2 separate regions of the Triticum aestivum genome follow, and region 1 is linked to region 2. The links are chromatin contacts, called in public Hi-C maps. All regions are on one chromosome and are shown on one strand. The core of a region is the stretch at or near the end of the contact, and the rest is flanking DNA. Distances in the headings are between cores, read along the strand shown. Region 1 holds the start of LOC123074600. Region 2 holds the start of LOC123078721 (AMSH-like ubiquitin thioesterase 2).

What was found. A called contact is a pair of places that touch in the nucleus more often than the background predicts.
Region 1: a contact with region 2 is called in a Hi-C map of leaf, with 3 times the contacts expected there. The contact joins the promoter of LOC123074600 here to the promoter of LOC123078721 in region 2. A contact is called at or near these places in 2 of 5 Hi-C or Micro-C datasets (both in leaf).

The regions. Positions count from the first base shown.
Region 1 is chr3D:334,239,680-334,246,823 of IWGSC CS RefSeq v2.1, forward strand. It overlaps LOC123074600, which reads right to left and starts at 1,555. Exons shown (of 1, transcript XM_044497399.1): 1 at 232-1,555. The coding sequence starts at 1,451. The coding sequence ends at 741.
Region 2 is chr3D:334,068,340-334,074,900 of IWGSC CS RefSeq v2.1, forward strand. LOC123078721 (AMSH-like ubiquitin thioesterase 2) reads left to right here and starts at 2,162. Exons shown (of 9, transcript XM_044501313.1): 1 at 2,162-2,781; 2 at 3,629-3,675; 3 at 3,872-4,172; 4 at 4,284-4,373; 5 at 4,474-4,536; 6 at 4,682-4,756; 7 at 5,376-5,438. The coding sequence starts at 3,662. It overlaps LOC123078722 (putative exosome complex component rrp40), which reads left to right. Exons shown (of 10, transcript XM_044501314.1): 7 at 34-109; 8 at 196-286; 9 at 394-515; 10 at 1,547-1,925. The coding sequence ends at 513.

The sequences.
Region 1 (7,144 bases), core at 305-2,804, 170 kb after region 2:
TACTTAGTTGTAGTATATAATCGACAGAATCAGAGTCCAAGTTTGCAATTTTGTATACATGCGAGCATGAACTGTTTGACTGCTCTGCAAAAGTATATTGTACTCTACGTGATTAAGTGAACATCATTGAAATTATGGATCTTGTTCCAAGCACAAAAATAGAACAGTCTCTGTACTGACGTCTTAACGTACAGATTGCTTTGGCGACATCAATGTGGAGTGGAGGACCAATAAGACAACGAGGCATGAATTGTTTTGTACGTATGCGTATGAAAACTATTAGTACAACGTCACAGTATTAAAATCAACTAATAACGCCGCCACCCAGAGCTTTGCCCAAAAGGACACGCTCGAACAAAACAAAGAGGTTACACCATACATGAATTCACCTAAACTACCAATCAACATACAAAATTCTCTCCCGTACAATCATTAGAATGGGCAGTTCTATCCTACCCTGAGATTGATGAAAACAAAAAGATCAGAACTAACAGAAGAACAGCAGTTCTTTCTGACTGAAGTGTGCAAGCAAACAGAGAACCTACAAAATAGTCTATCCTTCTCCGATCTCTATCGTTGAGATGGTGTGGTTTTTACATTTACCTTAGCCAAGCATATCCTAATTTAATATATAAGCACACCAATTTTATTTCTAATAACACTACCAAGGTTATGCGATACTATTATGCACACAAAAGCAGAAAATATTGACGGGGTAGAGAGAGAAGCCAAGAAACGCATTAGAACGGGGGATAGCTTCGCCGTAACCCACTGACGTTGGCGAACAACCCGACAAGCTCTTGCTTGTACGGGAGGTAAGATCTCCTCCGGCCAGCGCCGCCGCTTCCTCCTCCACCTCCTCCTCCTTTGCTGTAATAGCTCCATCCGTGGGCATCGGCGCCACCGCCGCCGTCGCTCCTGCTGCCCCCTTCCACCACGTCCCCCTGCTTGGGAGGCCCTGAGGTGGCGTCCAAGAAGACGAATTTCTCCTTGCCGTCGCTGTGGCTCCGCCCCACGAGGCGCTCGCTGATGCGACGCCACCGGAGCACCGACCCCGTGGAGCTGCTCTTCCGGCACCGCCGCGGGGACGCCGGAGTGGACTGCCCGGGGGCCCAGAGGCAGTAACTCTCCGGCGCCACGCCCTCCAGCTCGCCGGCCCCGGAGCCCTCTTCGTCCCTCTGCCTCGCGCGGAAGTCGCGCTCCTCCAGCAGGAGCCGCCCCAGCGGCACGCGCACGGTGGCCGTCTCCTGCTCGTCGACCGAGGCCGCCGGCGGCGGGGGCGGGGGCCGGCCGAAGACGGGGTACACGGGCACGATGTGCGCGTCCGCCACGAACGGTAGGACGGGGAAGGTGAAGCCGTCTCCGTCTTCGTCTCCCTCCTCGTCGCCGTCGACGATGCGGTGTGGAGACTCAGGAAGGTTCTCAGCGGGGCCATGGTCTCTGTCCTCCATGGCTCTCTCCTCGCCTTTTGCGGGTTGAAGGATAGATATTTGATCGCTTGCCTTTATGTGTGGCTTCTTTCCTTTTGCTTGGCTGGGTCGGGTTCGTTTTTTCGGCCTGAGCCGGTGGCGGCGGCAAGTGAACACAGAGCGGTGTGAAAGATAACTCCTTCAAGCTGACAGATGGGCCTTATTGCGTTCTGGGTACCACAGGTCAGTACCCAGGAGCTGAACGCCTGAACCTGGCGCGTTTGGTTTGCGGCGTGAGAAACGTGTCAGTGCGTGGTAAAGTTGCTGCTCAGGCTAGAAGTCCCAAAAAACACGAACTAAATGAAGACAAAAAGGAGCTAAATGGGGCCAAAGGAGCGCTCAGTTTCCAAAAGAGTGAGCGCTCAAGCTAGGGTTTAGGGCTCCTCTAACGGCGGCTACGTCGAGAGTTTTGTCTACTCAGGTCGGTCTCCCCTCCGGCTAACTCGTCTACCTCCGGCGGATCTAGCGGCTCGTGTTGATCCAGGGGAAGCCTCACGCTTCTACCTCGCCTCGGCCGACGAGGTTTTGGAGGTTCGACGGGGGATTTCCAATTTAGTTCAGGCAATGAAGAGTGGAGGAAGTGGCGGCAGGAAACATGAGTCGGGAAACGTGGAAGATCTGATCAAGCGTCTTGATCTGCATGGGAATGATGGAGAGGACTTCCTTTGGGAGGATGATCCGGTTGTGCCAAAAGTTCAAGCAAAGTGGTTGGTCATGGACTAGGGTTCACACTAGTAAGGGGTTTAGTCTGGCCATGAGGTATGCATGGAATCCAGTGAAAGAAGCACATTGGCAACTGATCAAAGATAAGTTCTTTACCATTCAGTTTGGGTGTTTGGGTGACTGGAACACCGCGATGTTGAAAGGCCCCCTTTTTTGGAAATCAAGTGGTTATCCTAGTTGAATATGATGGGTTCACGAAACCCTAAGTCCGTGGTACTGGACAAGGTGGCGGTCTGGGCAAGGATTTTGAAACTACCTGACAACTATCTGAATGAGGCCATGATCAAGGGAATATGTAGGAAGATGGGCAAGATCATCGAAACTCGGATACAATTACCAGCTAGTTATGTTGGAGCTGTCATAAGGGCGGAAGTAAGTCTTGATGTAAAAAAGAGGTTGGAATGTTTTGTATCCATACCAAAAGGATGGAAAGAAGGATTGGTACCAAGTAATTTATGAGAAATTACCAGTTTTCTATAATCATTGTGGGATCTGTGGGCATTGCTTTGAGGAGTGTGGTACGGGAGAGCATGATGCTACGAAGTTTGAGTAGGGGGGTTTTATTCTAGCTGACAATTGGAAGAACGAGTGGAGGATGAGGTTCTGGAAGTGGTGGAGGACGAGGTCGTTCAGGACAGAGCATGATGGTTTGCATACCATAGGCAATAATAACGTCTATGATCCCCAAAGTAGCCATAATCAAGAAAAATTAGGATTTCTAAAAAAGTAAAAAAAAAAAGGTCCACTCATGGGAAAATCCAACCTTTCCCCGCGTCTGACACTAATCTATTAATATCTAATTAGAGTGGGGTTTCCACAAGAGCAACATACTTTCCTAGAGAACCAGTAAAAACTTCTGCCACAAAGAACGGTTGTGATAAGAAAAGGAATCAGTCGGAAGAATTTGTGCTTGGCGTCAGCTATGAAGCCTCTTTTGATCAAGAAATCATTCTGAGAAAAAAAATCAATTTAGCGCTGGATTTAAAAACCTCTATTTACGATAATTTCCTTCGGAGCAGGTGCCTTTTAGGATTAGGATTTGGAAGTACCGTTATTCCGTAGAGGATTTCGGAGAGGGGGTTTTTTTACAGAAAATTGCACTTGCTATAAAATAATAGTTTTAATTTTGGTTTTCCCGTAACTAAAGAGAATGGAAGAAATTTTCTTATTAGGCAATAACAACAGCTATGATCCCTAAAGAGCTGGCGTTGGAATGCTGCATTCGAGATGCAGCTGGATCCAAGTGCCTCGCAGAACCCTCCAGCACTGCATATATACCATTAATCCAGAACATATAAAGAGATGTTACCATAGCTGAGAAGGAACCTGCAACAAGGAAGCGACTGGCCATGGACTTAGTGTATGGGGCATAGACGATGAGAATCCTGATCGAGCAATAATACAAGTGGTTCCTTCATCAAAGGTGACAAATAGTGTGGACTTATTTCATGGGAATGACAAGGATCCGAGTGCTACTCCACGGAAAAATGCACACAAGAAGAAGTTGAAGGGGGTAGATGGGGAGGCTATTGACAGTGGTGAGCATGATGAATCTCTAGCAGGATCAACGACACCCCTCGGGCGTGAATGCCGAGAGCAATGAATATATTAAGTCTAAACTCTCAGGTCTGTGGACAGTCCGAGATAGTTCAAGAAATTCGCAACTTGGTATAGTTGCATCGTATGTGTTTGGTCTTTCTCTTGGAGACCTAACTCTCTGCTACGAGAGTTAAGGTTTACTTTGGGGCTCAGGCATTCTTTTGGTGTTAAGAGCGAGGGGGAGTGTTGGACTAGTGTTGTTTTGGAATAATGACTTGATCGACAATTTAAAATCATACAACCGAACACACATTGATAACGAGAGTACTGGGAGTAGGGAATGGCGGTTCATGGTTTTCTATGGTGAACCGGTGAGATCAAAGAGAAAGAGAAGTTGGGAGCTACTCACATACCTTTAAGGAGAATATGATAACCCATGGTTTTGTGTGGGGGATTTTAATGAGGTATTAAATGAAAATGAACAATTTGGTGGTGTTTAAAGGGAGGAGTGGACGATGGATGGCTTTAACCTCTGTCATTTTGCTGATCTAGGTTGCTCAGGGCTCCCCTATACTCGGGATAACCGGCAACAAGGTAATCAGAATATCTAAGTTAGATTGGAACGGGGCCTAAGGGATGATCGATTCATGGAGTTGTCTGACAGGTCAACGATCAATCGTGTACAGACTACCGAGTCAGACCATTGTGCATTGGTCATTGGTATATCCAAGTTGGACTGGGCAACTGGTGCAAGTAGTAACAGACTTTTCAAAATCGAAAATGCATGGACTAGACATGAGAACTATGTACAAATTGTTGAGAATGTGTCGGTGTGGGTGCCTACAAATGGAAATCTCCAGCGGGTTACAAAGGCACGGGTACATGTCAAGGATGGGTTGCAAAAATGGAGTAGAGAGGAGTTCGGCTTGATACATAAACTGTTAAAAAAATGCAGTCAAGGCTAGAAAACTGAGAGCAAACTGATTATGGAAAGGCCTGTTAGTGAAAGAGAAAAGGCTTGTAAAAAAGATTTTAGAGCTTCTTGCAAGGGAAGAAATGATGGTAAAATAACGCTCTAGAGTAACCTGCTTGAGGAGGTGATACCTCCTTTTATTGATCCGGTATTGGAACAGAAAAGAGTATCCCACACCTATTTCCCCAGAGGTGACCCTGGGTTCTCGAACCCACGAGAGGAAGATTCCCTTGAAGCGATGGTCTCTAGCAAGCTTTTATGAAAGTGTCAAATCCAGCTTTTGACCGGATCAACAAGGAAATAGTGATTCAAACACTTATAATAAAAATAGATACGGGCATGAGGTTGCTTACAACCTTGTATTTGCGTTGGGATCAAATAGGATATTAATTTGTGCGTTGGAAGTCCCCGTCGAGATGTGCTTGTTACGATCGAAGTGGGGGATGTGTCCAAATAACATCTTGGCCGACATGAGTCATGCATCAGGAATCAGTTGTCCTACCGCAGACCCTATCCGTCGCACGGGGTTGCCTCGATAATTAAGATAATGAAATTAGACAAGAGCTTTGGGCATTCAATGACTACACCTCATTTATCCCCAAGGATATGATCCATGTTACCCTACTAACCTTACTATCACCAGTGTTTGGTATAAAACTTCACGGTCTCCTCGCTCCTACCCTCACCGGTGCTCGATCTCCACGATCCTGGGTGTCGTGGTTTTGTCACGGCAGATGCCCTTGAGAAAGGACTTAGGTGTGGAGCCATCGCAACCTAGGTTAGCTTGAAGGGGTTGAACGGGACAAAGGACACAAGGTTTACCCAGGTTTGGCCCCTCACAACAAGGTAAAAGCCTACTCCTGCTTTGTTGACTATTACTTGAGTATCGATTACAAGGGAGCAGAATCGCTTGACCTAGCTCTCAATCAATTGTTTTCTGAGTTAACCCGCCGCAGGGTCTCGCCTTTATATACACAGGTCGAGCCCCTGGACTTACAAGAGTCCAAGTCGGTTCACGCAACGTGACCAACTCGGTTTCTAAGTCGCCTTGCCTTGCTAAGCAAGTCACCATCAGGCGGCTCACACTTCCAGGTCTTGGGCCTCAACAGGCCCGCCTCTTAAGCCGCCTCCAAGTCTTCATGTCTTCTTAGGCCCATTTAAGTCTTTATTCTTGAATCGCCAATAGTGTAACCCGGCCCCTCCTGGGCGGGTCACACCATGGGGTTATATCCCCAACATTAGGCTCCAGATTTATTTGAACTTGTTCATGTCAATCTTCATTGCTTCTGGTTGGCGAGTCTTCTCTTCCAATGCTTAACCTTGAACGAATCGTTGTAACCCACCATGACGTCATGCGACATAAATCCAGAAAAACCTATGACATCACAACAGATCTTTTTGCAGTAATTGGTCGTCCAAGAATCAAGGCGCCTCCACTATTGAGATAATCATGACGTCTCCTCGATTTCTGCGCATGCAATTTTATTGTTTCCTTATTAATAGGGACGGGGGCTCCCTTTTTCACTTTTACCCCCGTCTCCCTCTCTTCTTCTTCTTCCTCTCGCCGGCCGTTGCCACCGGAGCTCCGCTGTCGCCGCTGAGCTGCATCAACCGCTCCATCAAGGCCGCTGCATCACCCTGTTGAGACCAGAGAACCGCGGCACCCCTCCGCTCTTCACTCCAATCTTCAAGTAAAGCTCCTTCCTTGGTTCAGATCCACATTAGGATGCCCTAGTTCACGAAGTTCGTCGTAGTTCAACCAAGTTCATCCATCTATTGCTTAGAAAATGTAGCTCAGTCCAAAAGTATATACAGTTAGAATGGCCATTGTTTTTCAACCTCTATCTTGCATCTTAGATAGATCATATTTCTCTTTGAATCAATGTGTAGCCCGCTGGTTCTTCTCTGCTACATCTTATGTTTAGAAATAACTTTTCTTTTTGAGCTGCCATAGATCCATAAATATAGCCGCATCTTGCGAAACTTATTTGTCCAACACTTAGCAAAATTTCAACAACCTTGATTTCATAGACAACTGACCCGCCGTTCTTTGTTCGGGCGGCTTAGATAACAACTTTGTAACCTGCCAGAACCTGGCCGGCTCAACCATGAAACTGTAACTCGCCATATATTAGCCACCCTGAGAGTTACCTTACCTTCCATAAGGTCGGTTGCAAGATTTCTCCATGCTTCATAATAATGATTAAACTTGTATCCATAATCAGCTTACAGCTACTAAATTATCCGCATAACCTTTAAACGGCTCATCACCATAATATTAATCCGTCACGTTTTTACCTCTAGTTCATAGCTTTTAACCCACCAACTATGACTAGGGCTCCCACTTCTTGCGACTGGGCTACTAGCAGAGTCTCCGAGCTCTCATTAGGTGAATATGTAGACATGGGAGTTTTGCCATCCAAAGAAGTTATTAACTGGC
Region 2 (6,561 bases), core at 912-3,411:
TCGAAATATAATGATATGAACTATCTTTTACAGCAAGTGGAAAAGCTGCTGAATTTGGTCAACTGAAAAGTGGTTATACGTTTGAAACATCAACTGGCCTGGCAAGAATGTGAGATGAATGCATGCCATAATCTTTCAGTAATGTGCTAGTATTACTATTCCCCTTTATATATTTATTATGTTGATTACTTGTAGGCTTTTAAGTTCCCCAACATGTCCACTTCTAGAGGCCCTTGGGAAAAAATTATCATTTGAGATAGCTGTTGGACTGAATGGTCGAGTATGGGTATGCTTCTGATATAATCGTGTTTTTCTTTCTCTTTTGAAGACTTGGGAATTAGTAATGCACGCCGTGCCTGTTAATTGCTTATATACCTTATTTATGTCCTGTAGGTGAATGCTCCTTCGCCAAGTAATGTCATTGTTGTATCAAGTGCAATTAAAGAATCAGAATCTTATAGTCGCTTACAACAAAAAAGCATGGTGGAAAAACTCCTGGCTAAACTGTCATGATGGTAAGTCAGCACATAGTTATTCAAACTTATAACGTGGGGTGGCACCCCATTCTCATTAGTGTGTATTGGTAAATACTCCCTCATCAAAATATAAGACATTTTTTGACACAGTCAGTGTTAAGAAACTGCATAGGGTGAACAACTGGGCAACGTCATTTTACATCTTGCAGAATCTATACAATTATTAAATGGACTTTTGAGTCATGAATAGCTTCTACCAGGGGCGGAGCTCTCGGTAGGGCGACATGGGGCACTCGTCCTACCTTGATTTCCTACGATTTTTCCTTAGGCATGTGTATTAGATTGATCGATGTAAGCCGGCTAAGAAAATCGCCGGTTCTTATGTAGTTACACGATCGTACAAGCATAGTCCCCGTTATTGGGCCAATAGCAAGCAACTAACGATGCAACGCTCAAGAGCCCGAATCCACCAGACTAGTTCGTTGTTTCTCAATCTCAATATTATCAATAAAAAAACAGACACGTGGTTCCTTCGTCCGTTCGCCGTTCACGGACCTGCAGGCCACAACGCAATCACACGAAGTCCCGAACCCCAGAGTGGTAGGGCACTGCCTTTGTTGTGTTCTTTAGACAATAAAGTGTATCTTTAAGTTGTTTCCGTTTAAGTGTATTTATTCTTCCATTTAATTTGTTTATTATGTTTAAGATCATGTAAAAACATGTGTGTGCATTTTAGTGTGTATGGACTACTTTGATCTTCCATCAGAATATATTGTGCTTAGAGTCAGCCCCACCTAATTTTTTTTCTGTCCTCCGCCACTGGCTTCTACATATGGTCGGCAGCATGTACCATCTGTACATTTAAATGTAGACTTCTCGATTGCAAATGTTTATTTTCCCCTTTCTCTTTTCTTCACTGGATCAATGGACACCCAGGCATAGCTATTGCTTCATGATGGAGGGATATCATAATCTACTTATTACATTGGGTTAAGGAAAAAAATTTGCTTCATCATCTGCTGTTGTTGATTGAGAAGTGTTGGGAAATTTGACTGCATCTTCCCTTGCAGGGAGCAGGACATAATCAGGTACTGTAAAAGGATTCTGAATTATTGTTTGTCAAACGCCGCAGATGATTCTGCAACCGGAAAGATGGCTAGTCACTATCATGCACCTTAGCAAGGAATAGTAGATGGGATGGCATGTAAAATAGACGCGTTAAAGTGGTTGCTGCTTTTTGATGATGCAGGGGCTAAAGCAACCGGTTGATTGCTAAACATTCTAAATCACCGTGTGGATGTTGTCCTTGCGGATACATGGTTTCTTAGCTTTGTAATATGCTACTGTAAGAGATTTGCACAAGGCTGCGTGTGCTGCTCTACTGAAAGATGATTGATGGATATTACTCCTATATTTTATAAATTTATTTAATAGCGTGTGAAACTATCACACTGAGCTCTGCAAGCAAGATCAGCTGAAGTCCTGCTCAATGATACGGCGCATGATTTCACGTTTCTTGACACGAAAACGTAGGAGAACCTTACAACCTTCTTGACACTTGCTCCGTTTATGTTGCACTCTGGCTGTGGGGAGCAGATCACAAGCGTACCCACGCGCGCAAACGTGACGCCTCCCGATTCCCCAACAAACTGTCCACCCTCTCCGTCCCGCGCTCTGCCAGGCACAGGCAGGTCGGCAACGTCGCACGCGGCGTCACGCCCCTCGCCCGAATGCCCAGCCGACACGCAGACAGAGGACACGGAGTCCCAACGCACCGCGGCGCCGCCAGCCACGGCGCTCGCTTCCCGTCGGCACCTTCCGGGCCTCGGACTTGTCGTCCTTATCTCAAATTCTCTGTCGCTTTTTTTTATAGTTGAAATTCTGTCTCGCTTTTAATCCCTTCTTTTCTTTTCTTTGCTGTGCGACGGACGATGATGTGTATGGCATGCACGGCCCCTCTGACGGCGACGTGTGTGTGTACGCAATCTCATTCTGAAACCGGCTGCGGCTTTCGATTCGCGTCGGACAACACAAGAGCATCAGCATCACGCGCCCATCGCTTGCTCGCCTTTCCCCTCCCTCTCCCCCCTCGGCTTCCCCTCGGCTCCAGCAAAACTCCTCCAGTCCAGACTACCCCCGGTGAGCGCCCGCCCTTCCCCTCTTCCCCGACCTCCCTTCCCTTCTCCGTGCGTTCGCGGCTGCTTTGCCCTAGCTGGCTGGCTGGCGGCCCACGAAATTCTTGGACAGAGATTAGCAGATTTCCCGGTCCCGGCCGGGGAAGATAAGGATAGTCTCCTTCGGCGAGGTGGTAGCTTGGCTTTTTTTCTTTTCTTTTTGCTAACAACGTGGTGGCTTGTCTTTGTACATGTTTGGTAGTTCGGTGGTTGCTGGTACTCCCTCCGTTGATCACAAATAGTGCAAGATGTTTTGGTCTTTTGGATATTTCAATATGAACTACATGCTGACTCAAATGAGTGAACAAACACACTAAAACGTGTCTATATACATCCGGTTCAGAAAATAGTTAGAATATCTTATACTCCCTCCGCCCGAAATTACTTGTCACATAAATGGATGTATGTAGACATATTTTTAGTTAAGTCCATTTCTATCCATTTCTGCGACAAGTAATTCGGGACGGCGGGAGTATTTGTCAATGGAGGGAGTATGTCGAGCTGAGCTGATCCTTAATCAGACTAATTATTATGTACTCCCTCTGTCCGGAATTACTCGTCACGTAAAATGGATGTATCTAGACATATTTTTAGTTATAGATACATCCATTTCTATCCATTTATGCGACAAGTAATTCGGGACGGAGGGAGTAGGTTGTTACATTTTTGTTCTTCTAAAGCAATACATGGCCACGGCCACTACCGTTACCCATTGATCGCGAGCTTGAGGCTTTGATCAGTGGTGCATGTGACTGGGTTCATGGCCTATGGCAGCGCTACTTTATGTGTTTTAGATGATGTTGATCATTCTTTATTGGGATTGGAAAAAGCAAGTCTGTTTAGTTTGACTAACTGATGCTTAAGGCCACGTGCTGCTGCGGTTGAGATCTCCTGAAGCTGCTACATTTTAAAATAAATGAGTAAAATGCTGCCACTCTTTTCTCTGTTCCTAATTGTTTGACAATTCTTGATTTCCAGGTTGGAATTAGGCCCCACTGAGCGCCAACAGCCATGAGTTGCGGGAGGTATACCATACCAGCTAGTCTCTTATTTTTCTTTATCTCTGACTGTAGTTCTGCTACAACATCCTCCTAGGAGGCATGTACTCTCTCACCTTTTCAATGCAATGAAACGCAAAAATCGCTTTGCGTTTTCTCGAAAAAAAAAGTTCTGCTACAACATTATGAGTTTATAACATTTTGACATGTGATGCTGATGCAGATCTGAAAACACTACCAGAAAATGCAGGACGCGTTCAACACCTGGTGAAACGATATATCTACATACTGCAGATGCTAAAAAGATCACCCACTACCAAGCTAATCTACCAACAACAATGGATCGCGATATCGGCGCCTACCCTGTGAAGCACCACTTTCCGTCTCCTATAGTTTCTTGGATAGAAGACCTTTCTAGCTTTGGCGATGTTCCTTTTAGTCATGATACTGAATACGTGGATGATCAATCAACACCTTCATTTGGGCAGTCTTCTGCATCTAGCAATTTGCATGACATGCAAATAGTACGTTCTGTTTTCATTTCTAATCCCCTTCTCTGAGTGTGTGCTCTTCCTTGGAGCATGTGAAGACACTCAAGTTTTAGATAAAATTGCTGATGTATGTGTGTCTTGCAGTCAGTGAGATTGACAGACGAATTCATGGAACTTGCAAAGGAGAATACAAGCAATAATCTAGAGACCTGTGGAATTCTTGGTGCTTCATTTGTAAGTGCAGTTGGGAGAAGAATTAGATACCAATGTGAGCACTGTTAGTCTTGATATATATTCACATTTGCATCTTAATTTATTTTACATTTATTTGCAGAGGGATGGAACTTATTATGTGACAACATTGATCATTCCAAAGCAAGAAGGAACTGCTCACTCAGTATGTCAGTAACTGTATGGTTTGAAAAAAAAAGACATTATGTTGTTTAACTTGTCATTTTACCTTTCAACATATCATTTGCCATCTTACTTTAATGTGTCTTGCTTCCATTTATCTATCTGAATCTGCCTGTTTCCAAATGCAGTGTCAAGCTTCTAACGAGGAGGAGATACACGCCGTATTATCAGAGCAGTCACTTTACCCTGCAGGGTGGATACATGTAGATATCTGAACATTTCCATACTTCATCGAATTCAGTTCTCTGTTGGTTTATAATATTGTAAATGAAATAAATACACATGGCTAGCCTACCTCATATGGCCTAAGAACATAGGTATGATGAGACAAAACTGTATCATTGTATCCAGTGTTTAGTGCTAAGTTAGGGTGTGTAATCTGACTTTCCTGTCTTCTGATTTGAAACTAGCATTATTTTTTCAAAAGAATATCACGGGAGGTAAGAACATAAATATTTTAAGATATATATTCATAATGGTTACCATTGAATATCCACTGTTACTGTTAATAAAAGCGTGAATACAGTCTCCACCACTTAATAATATACTGCAATTGTGGCCATTGCTGCAGCCAATTTAAAACTATTGTGTTTGTCAATTCTAATACATTTGAAAGAAGATTGTGAAAGAAGATTAACATAAAGCACAATTAATACCAATATTTTTCTTATAGAAAACACACTGAACTTAGCAGCATGGAATCCATCTTTTTTAACCAAAACTTGTTACTTGAGCATATGCTTTCTTAGTGTGCTTAGATGCAGTAACTTCTGTAATTTAACAGTTAAGTCAACAATTGACATTTTGCTTTGTCTTTTCCAGACTCACCCTTCACAAACATGCTTTCTATCGTCGATCGATTTGCACACTCAGTTCTCTTATCAGGTATCTAAATAAGTTTTGTTGATGTTTATGAATTAAGGATATTGCTTCTTTTTATGAAAATCCTCCAGTCTCATATACCATGGACATCCTCCATGAAAAAATTGAGCTAGAAATTATATTTGCCGAATCCTTCAACCACTAGAGTAGCTAACAAATATGATTTTAATCTGTATGCAACAGCGCACATTTGAAACTTTTGAGTTATTGGTATGACAGTGCCATATCTGATGATCGAACCACTTAAGGGGCTTGTATGCTGCTAGGCATAAAATTGTATAAAATAATAAGTTCGCTCTCAAAATGCTGAACAGAAACAATCACAAGTTCACCAATATTAAGTTATTAACTCCAAAAGGCACCATGTCATCTGCACACATGGTCTATCCTTTATTGAGTAGGGGTTGACTTGCTGTCACTTGTTAGGCCTTTGAGCTGATACTTTATATTCAGATGGGAAAAATCGCATATTGTATGGTACACGCCTAAGGCATATCGGGCTTAAGCTTATTGTACTCAGGCATATCGGGCTTAAGCTGCATCAGTGCTTTAGTTGAACGTTGTCACCTAATTTTATAGCAGGATAGACCAGCCAAGTTAATGCAAATTTACAGAAGCATGACCTAACTGAGTTAGTGTGATTGTTGTGTTCTCCCTGGTTTGCACTAGCGAGCCAGCATTGATAAAAACATGCCCGCTTCGTTTGGATGTCTCTGTATTGAGCCCACTGAATTGAATTGGGATGCAATACCAAATTAACCAACGCATTGGGATGAAATACCAAATTAACAAAAGCATTGGGATGCGCGGTGGGAGACGGCTGGGGGTTGTGAGGTGGGAGGTCGCCGCTCTCTTCTGTGCTGCCCCTTCCTTCATTTCTGTTCAGGGCAAGTGAACCGGTACCTTTTGCGGGAGCGAGATAATTGAGAGGATTACGGACCGTCTCTGGCTTGTTAACAAGGGAGAGAGCATGCAATTGTGAGAGTCGAGATCAGAATTGCGGCAAGTTTCTAAGAGTCAATACGGTGACCATCCAAACAGCCGTATTGGAGTCTAGACAACACCAATTCACGATTCCAGGGTCGAATACAGACATCCAAACGCAGCAGTAGTCTATCTCAGAATT